2 separate regions of the Sus scrofa genome follow, and region 1 is linked to region 2. Evidence: chromatin contacts called from public Hi-C data. All regions are on one chromosome and are shown on one strand. Each heading gives the region's core, a stretch centred on a gene start, on an enhancer-like site or on the middle of the called end of the contact. The rest is flanking DNA. Distances are from core to core; before and after follow the strand shown.

The links. A called contact is a pair of places that touch in the nucleus more often than the background predicts.
Region 1: a contact with region 2 is called in a Hi-C map of retroperitoneal adipose tissue, with 2.9 times the contacts expected there. The contact joins the enhancer-like site here to the promoter of COL27A1 in region 2. A contact is called at or near these places in 5 of 5 promoter capture datasets (fetal liver, fetal skeletal muscle, liver and 1 more), 25 of 47 Hi-C or Micro-C datasets (adipose tissue, alveolar macrophages, brain and 14 more) and 1 of 2 datasets of contacts at active chromatin or transcription factors (skeletal muscle).

Annotation. Positions count from the first base shown.
Region 1 is chr1:254,898,097-254,902,773 of Sscrofa11.1, reverse strand. It overlaps COL27A1 (collagen alpha-1(XXVII) chain), which reads right to left. Exons shown (of 61, transcript XM_021067868.1): 42 at 3,714-3,770; 43 at 3,467-3,520; 44 at 2,909-2,962; 45 at 2,576-2,629; 46 at 1,722-1,775; 47 at 1,534-1,641; 48 at 956-1,063; 49 at 1-100. Among named protein-coding and RNA genes, the nearest start is that of ORM1, 39 kb to the left of the region's middle. Within about 2 kb of position 2,338, at least 4 of the 83 cell types and tissues checked have an H3K27ac peak or open chromatin away from gene starts, as enhancers often do. A contact at or near this core is called in retroperitoneal adipose tissue, where this site is marked.
Region 2 is chr1:254,765,496-254,770,221 of Sscrofa11.1, reverse strand. COL27A1 (collagen alpha-1(XXVII) chain) reads right to left here and starts at 1,646. Exons shown (of 61, transcript XM_021067868.1): 1 at 1,576-1,646. The coding sequence starts at 1,631.

The DNA.
Region 1 (4,677 bases), core at 1,089-3,588, 130 kb before region 2:
CTTTGGATCCGGGCTCCCCCTGGTTCCCAGGAAGTCCTGTTCCGCCTTCTGTCCCTCGCTTGCCAGGGGGACCTAGCTGCCCAGGTAACCCACTTTCACCCTTCAAGAAACATATCAAGACGACCAGTCAAAAGGGGGAAACGGTTCTAGGGAAGGTGGCGGCGGGCAGGGGTGGGGGAGTAAGAGAGACAGAACAGTGAATCGACAGGGTCAGCTGACCTCTCTGGATGCTGGGGAAACTGAGGTATGCCCCGGGGTGGGGGAAGGGGTGCTCCAAACTTCCGCCTCCTTAAGAGGAAAGTCCATTTTCTCACTCTGGCATTCAAGGTCCCACTGCCCCTCCAATCTCCCACATGCCCCTGCTTTACACTGTTTCTCCCCAACAGACCATGCAGTCCGCACCCCAATACCTCCACTCACGCCGCTCCTCTTGCCTCATTTAAATCCTCCACCGGTCAAGGCCACCTCTCCCTCTGCCTGCAGTCTTCACCGAGGGCGCCTATCTCTCCCCAGCTAAACCTCAAGCTCAGGAAGGGTGAGAGCCACGTCTGATTCATTCATCTCAACTGTCCCTTCAGCGGCCAGCCCTGGGCTCAACCTGACTCTTGGCTGCCTCCCCCACCATTCAAGGACGCTTTCTAAAAAGATGCCTTGGAGGGTCCCAGCAGGCAGTAATAGCCATTGTTCCCCAAAAGCCCACAAGAGGGCGCCCATGGACAACACAACAAACAGCGGACAGTCTCAAAGGCCTGGTAGGGGGCAGTATTACAGCTCCTCAGATAAACTATCCTTTCCATCAGGGTCCAGCCTAGAGAGGGACCCCTGCAAAAGGGGACCTCATTTTCACGCAGGCCTTGGGACATGGGTGCCCATGTCAGCACTACAGCCAGCGTCTATAGCTAGTATCAAGGCAGGAAGGGCAGAGGGTAGGTAAGGGGGTTAACAAGTGTCTGACCTTGAATCCTGGGGGCCCCTGTGCTCCAGGCAAGCCAGCCACACCTGGATTTCCTCTCTTCCCAGCAGGGCCCAAAGGGCCAGGGTCCCCATCGTCTCCCTGCTCCCCCTGTGAAGAAAGAGGGCGAAGGGGAATTCTTCATGTTTCAGGAAACAGGCAGCCAAGGAGGCAGGACGACTCAAAGCCTAGGTGGACCCCGGGCAGAGGCAGAGAGGTCACACCCAGGGATAGAGGGCCTACTGCGTGCGTGTGAGGGTGGCTGGACCAAAGGAACAAGAGGACTTGAGGATCTAGAGTGGAGAAGGGAAGGAGCTTAAAAACCAGAAGCTCTAGTCACTGGGCAGGGGATGCCCCTGCAGGTGCTGGTCTGGAGGAGAGATAGCGAGACCGGCCACGGTCCCAGGTCCCAAGGGAGGGGGCCATTGCCCATGCAGGGAACTTCTGGATATGCTGGTTCGGCCCCATCCAAGGTTCCCAAGCTGCACTTCCCAGCCCACGGCGTATGGGATCCCACGCCCTGCCACGTACACACCGCATCTCAAATGGAGACTCATCTGTTCACCCCAAGTCTTGCTCACCTGCTGTCCTGCTTGACCATCCAGGCCAGGAAGCCCATCTGGTCCAGCGACACCCTCGGGGCCCTGTCTCCCCACCACGCCCCGGGGCCCCGGCAGCCCCGGCAGGCCCTGGGGGGTAAAGAAAAAGCTGGTGAAGGCCTCTGCAGGGGCAGGGGGGTGGGGGAGAGGAGGAGCTGCGGGTCACTCACCTGGGTCCCCCTCCGGCCTGGCGCCCCAGCCTTGCCTTGCTTTCCCTTTGGTCCCTGGAAAAGCAAGGGGCACATGATAGAGGCTTCCTGGAGGAGGTGCAGGAGCCTAGGCGCTCTGGAAGGGGGTAGTGAGAGGATCGTGGGCCCCGCTGTGGCTGGGCTCTGCCCCTCTGCCTCTTGGGCCTCGCTCGGCATCTGAATCCACCAATGGGCCCAAGCGCCCTGACCTGGAAGCCCAGGGTCAAAACTGGCAACCCTGCTGCAGAGGCTCAGGGGCCGGGTGACTTCCTGGTGGGAGCTGAGCTCATGGCTGCCTGGTCCGTTTGCTCCTTAAGGGTGTGGGTATCTCTAAGGGGTCGGGGGTCGATGTGCAGGTGGAGGGGTGCACACCCGGGGGCAGGGTGACGGCATTAAGACGGCGCTGCCCGCCCTCAGCGGAGGCAGGTGCAGGAGCTCCGGGTGCAAGGCAGAAACTCCTCTCCACGGCCTCTGAGTTCCCTCCAGGAGCCTCGCACCCCTCTTCCTTCCCCCAAGCCCCTCACTTCACTTCTCCCAGCTTCCTCTCTCTGCAGCGTGGTGTGGTGGAAAGAGAGGACGGGCTTTCAAATGCCACTGGCTGACCTCCGACAGGGGGTCTCCTTCCTGAGGCCCCGGAAGTGGGGCTGGTCACCCCCCTCCCTCAGGCTGTTTAGAGGAAAGAAATCTTGGCCAGACTGCACCCTGCAGGGCCCCTGCCTGCGGTTCCCCCTCTTTCTCATCGCACCCCCAGCAGCCCCGTCTCCCGCTAGCCCCGTGCTCGGGCTAGTCCTTCCCTTCCGGGGCCTGTCTTCCCTGTGGCCGTCCGGCTCTCTTACCTCTTCCCCTTTCGATCCTTTGGGGCCCGGCCGTCCCCGGGGTCCCGGATGCCCCTGCAAACCAAGGTGAGATGACGCAAGGCAGCCCCAGGATTCTCTCCTGGGGAGGGTGGCCAGTCTCCGCCTGGAGGGGGAGGGGTGGGGAGGGGTTTGGGGGTGCAGGCTCTGGGGGTGCCCCCAGGGTCAGGGCAGGAGAAACCAGAAAGGGCTGCCCCAGGCTCTCCTGCAGGGAGGGTCCCTTTAAGCTTTAAAGGGCCCAGTTCTTTAGTTCCCCACTGCTGCTCCACCACCCACTCCGGGAGGCAGGGAGATGGGACAGGAAGCACCACTCACGGGTTGGCCCTGCTGGCCTGGATTTCCACGGAGGCCTTGTACACCCTCCTGTCCCTGGAAGTCAAGGAGAGACAGTTGAGGGGGCTCAGCTTGGAGGGGCAGAAGCCAGGGCAGCTTCCAGCCTGGAGGACCCCCAGGAAGCCCTTGTTCTCCCTAGCCATGTGTCACTGTCCCCCCAGGTCTCAGCTTCCTCATCAGCAAAATGGGTGAAATAATGACCCTGCCATCGAGGACGGAGGTGGGGCGGTGCAGAGCCTGGGGGACCCCGCTGCTCGTGCAGTGGCTTGTGCCCCCTGCTTCTGCCAGGAGAGCTGTTCTCTGCCCCTGATGGGGACAGTGGGGCTCTCGGACGGGAGGGGTCCCTCTCCCCCACCCATCCTCCTCCCCTTCAGGAAAGGTCTCAGACCCTTCCCCTTTCAGCCTGAATCACGCCCTGCGCCCTTTCCGAGGGGTTGATTCAGGGCTCAGGGCATGATTCAGGCTGCATGGAGCAGAGGCCAAGGATGCCCCCTTAGAACACTCCCAATGCCACCAGCAGGTAGGAGCTCTGATACTTACAGGGTATCCAGGGTCCCCTGGCTCCCCGCGGTCTCCTCGGTCACCCACAGGGCCCTAAATGGCAGGGACAACAATAAAATATGGGCCACTGGGTGCAGGACACAAGCCATGGGCCTCCTAGGCCACACGCTCTGTGGAACTTGCAGAAGCCACGCCCCTGCGCAGCCTCCCCCTCCTCACAGAGCAGGAGGCCAGGGCTCCACCTCGGCAGTGGTCCAGGGGCTGGACAGTGGCGGGGGGTGCTTACCCTATCTCCAGGTGGCCCGGGGGGCCCCTCGGCCTTGCCGTCTTCTCCCTGCTCTCCCTGTGGACACAAAACCCGCTTTAGGACAAACCTCCTGTTCTAAATTAAATTATGGGAATCCCAGACATTCCATCCTGAGGCCAAAATGTTCTTCAACAGAGATGAAGAACTTAGAGTTACAGAAAGACTGAGGCCAGGAGTTCCCGTGTGGCTCAGTGGGTTAAGAACTGGAATAGTATTCTAGAGGATGCAGGTTGATCCCTGGCCTCCCTCACTGGGTTAAGGATCCGGCATTGCCGAGAGCTGAGGCGTAGGTTGCAGATGCAGCTCAGACTTGGCGTGGCTGTGGCTGTGATGTAGGTGGGCAGCTGCAACTCCAGTTCGACCCCTAGCCTGAGACCTTCCATGTGCTATGGGTGCGGCCCTAAAAAGAAAAAGAAAGAGAGAGAAGAAAAGGAAAAGACTGAGGCCAGAGAGGAAAGCGGCAGAGGTGGGGACAAAGGTAGACTCCGGCATGGAACCAGGAGTTCGGAACACAGAGCAGTGCTCTTTAGTCCGAGTGGTGGGGACTGCATGACATGACGCAAAGGTCCCTGCCCAGTGCTCAGCAGGGAGTGATAATAAACCCAACAGTGGGCTGGTGTGGGTGCTGCCACGGCTGAACACAGGCACGCCCAGAAGCCTCCCAACAACCCTACAAAGCAGGGGATGTTACTCTCCCCATTTTGCAGATGAGGACACGGGGGCACAGAGAGATGCTGTGAGCTGCTCAGTCATTCAGCCCGCAATGAAAGAGTCCCTTTCCCCAACCCTTGCTGGGAGAAAGTGGGCCGCCCCATGAGATCTAGCTTTAGGATGAGCCTCCGATTCTTTTTTTTCTTTTTGCTTTTTAGAGCCATACCCACAGCCTATGGAAGTTCCCAGGCTAGGGGTTGAATGAGAGCAGCAACTGCCAGCCTAATGCCCC
Region 2 (4,726 bases), core at 397-2,896:
CCCGCCCCGCCGCGCCAGGCCGGCTCAGAGCGCGCGGCCCCCGCTCCCCCAGCGCAGCCCCGCTCCCAGGGGCGCCCGAGCAGGCAGGCAGCGCGGCCGGGGCCCCGCGGGCGCCCGCGCCAGGCCCATGGTCCCAGGAGTCCCGGCGCCGCGCTCGCCCGTGCCTCGCTCTTTTCTGCTTCCACCGAAAAGGAAGAAGAAGCAGGGGGGAAAAAAAAAAAGATGATCAAACTTTTGGAGGCGGGCTGCTAGCGGTCCCCGGAGGCAGAGCAAGGCCGGGCGAGGGCGCGCGGAGGGCGGTGGAAGCTGCCTCCCCGCCGGCCTGGGGGAGGAGAGGAAAAGGAAGGATTTGGGGGAAATGAAGGCGATTTAAAGTCTCGGCCCGCGGTGGCTCTCCACCTTCTCTCCTCCCCGCGCCGGGCCGCCCTCTGCTGCCCCCTGCTGCCCCCTGCTGGCCGCAGCCAGGGACACAGCCTCCGCGGGCCCACCACGGTCCCGCTCAAACACCCCCAACCCCCAATCCCTCTGTAAAGATGGGGAAACTGAGATTCACATAGAGGAAAAAGTTGGCCAAGACTGCACAACGGGAATGGTCACAAGTCGGAGATGTGGGACCTCTAGTTTGTAAGACAGGGAGTCTTCACGTTGGGGGCAAAGAAGAGGGGAAAAGGGAACGGATATCACTGCTGAAAGGAACCTGGAGTTCCAGGCAAAGATCTGGGACTAGCACTCAGTGTCCAGACTCCCACGAAAACGACAACCAGTGTCCTACCTTCCCCCCCCCCCGCCTCCCCCCCCCATTTTCCTCCTGGATTCAGAGCTCCCTGAAGAACACTTTTCTGGGCAGGCAGTGGGTGGGCTTATGAAATGCTGGTTACCTTCCTCTCTCTTCCCTCTCCAGGCGGTAAGAAATGGGAGCTTAACCTCCCCGCCAGAGAGCAGACCAAAGGCTCCCTCAGATCCCACTGGGGAGCGCCTAACTGCACACCTTGACGCCGCTGAAAACACCAGGCAAATTCTCACACTCACAACCCCAGTCCGAGCCTGGCATTAGAAACCCTCCTACCCCCACCCCGCGCGCCTCCATCTCCACGACTTGTTCACTGGTGCATACACCCATTCCCACACACGCCTCCACTTGCCCCAAACTCAGACACAGACTCACTCACACACAGGCGCAGTCCGGCACTCCTCCTGGGCTCACGCAAACACGCTCTGGGGTGTCTGGACTTGAGAGCAAACACCCGGACTCCACACACGCAGACGCATGCACGTTAGTGCTTACACGCACACAAATGCACACTAGCGTAGCCTAGCCAGATCCCCCCCAAGGTTACACACCCGCGTGCACACCTCTCATACACACCTTCACGTGCACACACACACACACACCCCATGTAACACCCCAAGTGCCCATACTCAGGAGCGCAAACCCCCACTGGCACTCCGCTAGTGCCCACTGCACAGGGGCACAAACGAATTCACTCCTCGCACGTGCACCTCCTCCCCACACGCGCACACTTTTACGCACACACACCCGTACACCCAGCGCTCCAGGAGCCCCGGGGCACTTACTGGGTCCCTAGGTGCGAGGCTGGACGGTCGGTCCTTCCTCGGGCGCCTAACGGCATTTGTATTCATGGGTCCCCGCAGCCCCGGGCGCGGGCGCGGGGGCGGGGGTGCGGGGTCCCCTTCCCTAAACTGGGCGCGGGCGCTCGCAGCGCAGCGGCACCGGGAGGGGCATGGGCGCGCCAGGCTGCGCCACCCGCCGGGTCCGCCTGCGCTCGAACTTCAGCCGCTCTACGTCCTTGGGCTCCAGCACGGGCTCCAGGCGCTGGGGGCGGTTCATAGGTGCAGGGCCCGCGGCGCCCGCGGGGCCTTTTGAAGTCTCCGCTGGGGGCGGGGAGGGGGCGCTGAAGGCGGCCTTTTAAACCGTGGCTGCACGCGGGCTCGGTGGAGCAAGGTGTCTGGTTTCAGCAAACTTTAGGAAAAGTCCCAAGCCGAAGGGGGAGGGTGGGGGCGGCGGGCGAGCCAAGCAAGCTCGAAAAAGAAGCTGCATAGTTGTAGACTTCTTCCTGCAGGGGGCAGCGCATCCGTGGCTGCCTGGAGGGAGGCCCAGCGTGGTGCTGGGGAGCCCGCAGGCGGCTGGCCGGCGCGTGGACCCACTCCCCACCCCCGCACGCCCACGTTGAACCCGAGCTCTTAACCTCCACCTGGCCGAGCACCAGGAGTGCAGGAACACCCGAAGCTCTGCACAAATTGTGCCTGTTTGTGCATTCTTCTGGGGGACAGAGGGCCCTGGTTCTCCTCAGGTTTTCAGACGTCCACGGCTCTTGAAGGTTGAAAACTCCCAGCCCAATAACCGTTGCTGTATTTTGAGCTGCATCCTTTGGGCTGGAGGGACCCTACCTTTATTTACATTTTTGGTATTAAGTTCATACTGGATGTTTGGGCATGTATTTTGACATTTTAAAAGTATGGCTTTAAAATATTACGTGTCTGGATAACTTAGGGGTTTTTGGCACACGCCTTACTTAGATGTAAATCTCCATTACTGAGGTTTTTTGACCTTCCTAGTGTTTTGCAATCCAGATGCTTCCCCTGAGGCCCTGGGTGGCACTGCGCAAAGCACCCCTGTTTAAGGGAGGCCTGTTATCCCCCCTTACAGGTGAGAAAGCTAAGATTCTGAAACGTTATGTAACCTTCCTGAGATCACTAAGCTGTTAGTGATAGAGGTGGGATCGGGACCCAGGTAGTCTGATTCCTGTCTTCAGCAGCTGAGCTTTAAATCTTAGCCTCTCAAGTGCTCTGAGCAGATCCTTGCCAGCCTCTCAGCTACATGATCTGCTCAGTGAGCTCTGCTCTCTCTGATGCCTGGACCCAGGCTCCGGCCAAGCTGGCCTGTGTCAAGGTCTTGTCCATGCTGTCTCCTCCCAGGTTCTTTTCTCCCCCCAGCCTCCTTTCTGCCTGTTCACAGACTCTCTTTCCTTCTAAGTACAGCTCAAAGCTCTGCCCTACAGCCGTGTTGTCGCACAGGTCACACAGTGCTGTCGAGGTCAGATCTAGCTGTGTCCCCACACCCAGCATGGAGCCTGGGATACAACAGATGCTCAAATCATTAATAATTTAAATGAGGATTTCCCTTCCTGGCTCAGCGGTTAACAAGCCCGGCTAGGATCCATGAGGATGCGGGCTCGATTCCTGGCCTCACTCAGTGGGTTAAGGATCCTGCGTGGCTGCGAGCTGTGGTGTAGGTGGCAGACGTGGCTCGGATCGCACGTTGCTGTGGCTGTGGTGTAGACCGGCAGCTGTAGCTCTGATTCCACCCCTAGCCTGGGAACTTCCATATGCCATGGGTATGGGCCTAAAAAGCAAACATGATGATAATAATAATAATAATAATTTAAATAAATTTCTTTAACTCCTACAGTGTGTAAACCCCTGAGCAAAGCTGGGGGAAGCGAGTCTACCACTATGGAGTGAAGACAAAGAACTGTGCGCATGGTCCTGCTTCCTGGGCAGACACACATTTGTAATGTGGGCATTAACTTGGGACAGAGAAGGGAGCCTGGATGGGAGATATTAGACACTGCCGTGTCACAGACCATCCCCTGCAATTCCATAACACAAGAAGAATGTGATAGATGCTGCCAGAGAGATACAGATGAATTGAATTGTCAAGCTGACTAAGGGATGCAAAGAAACCAGGGAAGGCTCCTAGGAGGAGGTGGCCTTTGGCTCCCAAAGTACGTGTTGGATACACATGCAGCCACGGGGGAAGACAGCTCCAGTGGCAAAGTCACAAAAAGGCCAGACGAGTGGGAGCAGATTTCAGCAGGTTTTGAAGGAGGCGTGAGGGGACTCCAGTGGAGAAGCCATCCTGCTCTCCCTGCTGCACCGTGTGGGTGACGACATGCAACTTACTGGCCAGAAAGACATTTCCAGGCAAGAGCCTGTATTTCCTCAAAGGTCAGGCAGTAGATCAGTGGCTGAGTTCCCAGGTCTTTCCACATCTTACTCCCAAATCTGAGTGTGCAACAGTGAGCCCTGGGGAGCCATGCTTTCCTGAGAGTAGCCCAAAAGACCCATGGGAAACCACCCCCCGAAAAGCCCATAAAGATTGCGATGTCCCTTTAGAGCCTCACTCCTTTTCATCTATAAAGTAGGCACATTGAGCATAATCCTTAGCACAGATCCTCTGAGCTTGGAAGTGAGAAACTGCTGTTCAACAATCAATCCAGTTCAGTAAATAATGATAGAGGATGAACTGCGTTTTCCTAGGTTGGAAGGAAAATGGGGCTCGTGGCCTTCCAGGAGCTCTCGGACAGCTGCAAAGAGCAGATATGGACATGGATAAGAATTCTAGGGACAGGAGTTCCCGTCATGGCTCAGTGGCTAACGAATCTGACTAGGAACCATGAGGTTGTGGGTTTGATCCCTGGCCTTGCTCAGTGGGTTAAGGATCCGGTTGCTGTGAGCTGTGGTGTAGGTTGCAGATGTGGCTCGGATCCCGTGTTGCTGTGGCTGTGGTGTAGGCCAGTGGCTACAGCTCCAATTCGACCCCTAGCCTGGGAATCTCCATATGCCCAAGAAAATTAAAGACAAAAAGACAAAAAAAAAAAAAAAAAAAGGAATTCTAGGGACAGGAACTGTGTTTCCTGCCTCCACTGCCTCTTCACACCCAGTCTTTCTGCCAAGTAGGCTCCTGGCACAGCGCCAGTGACTG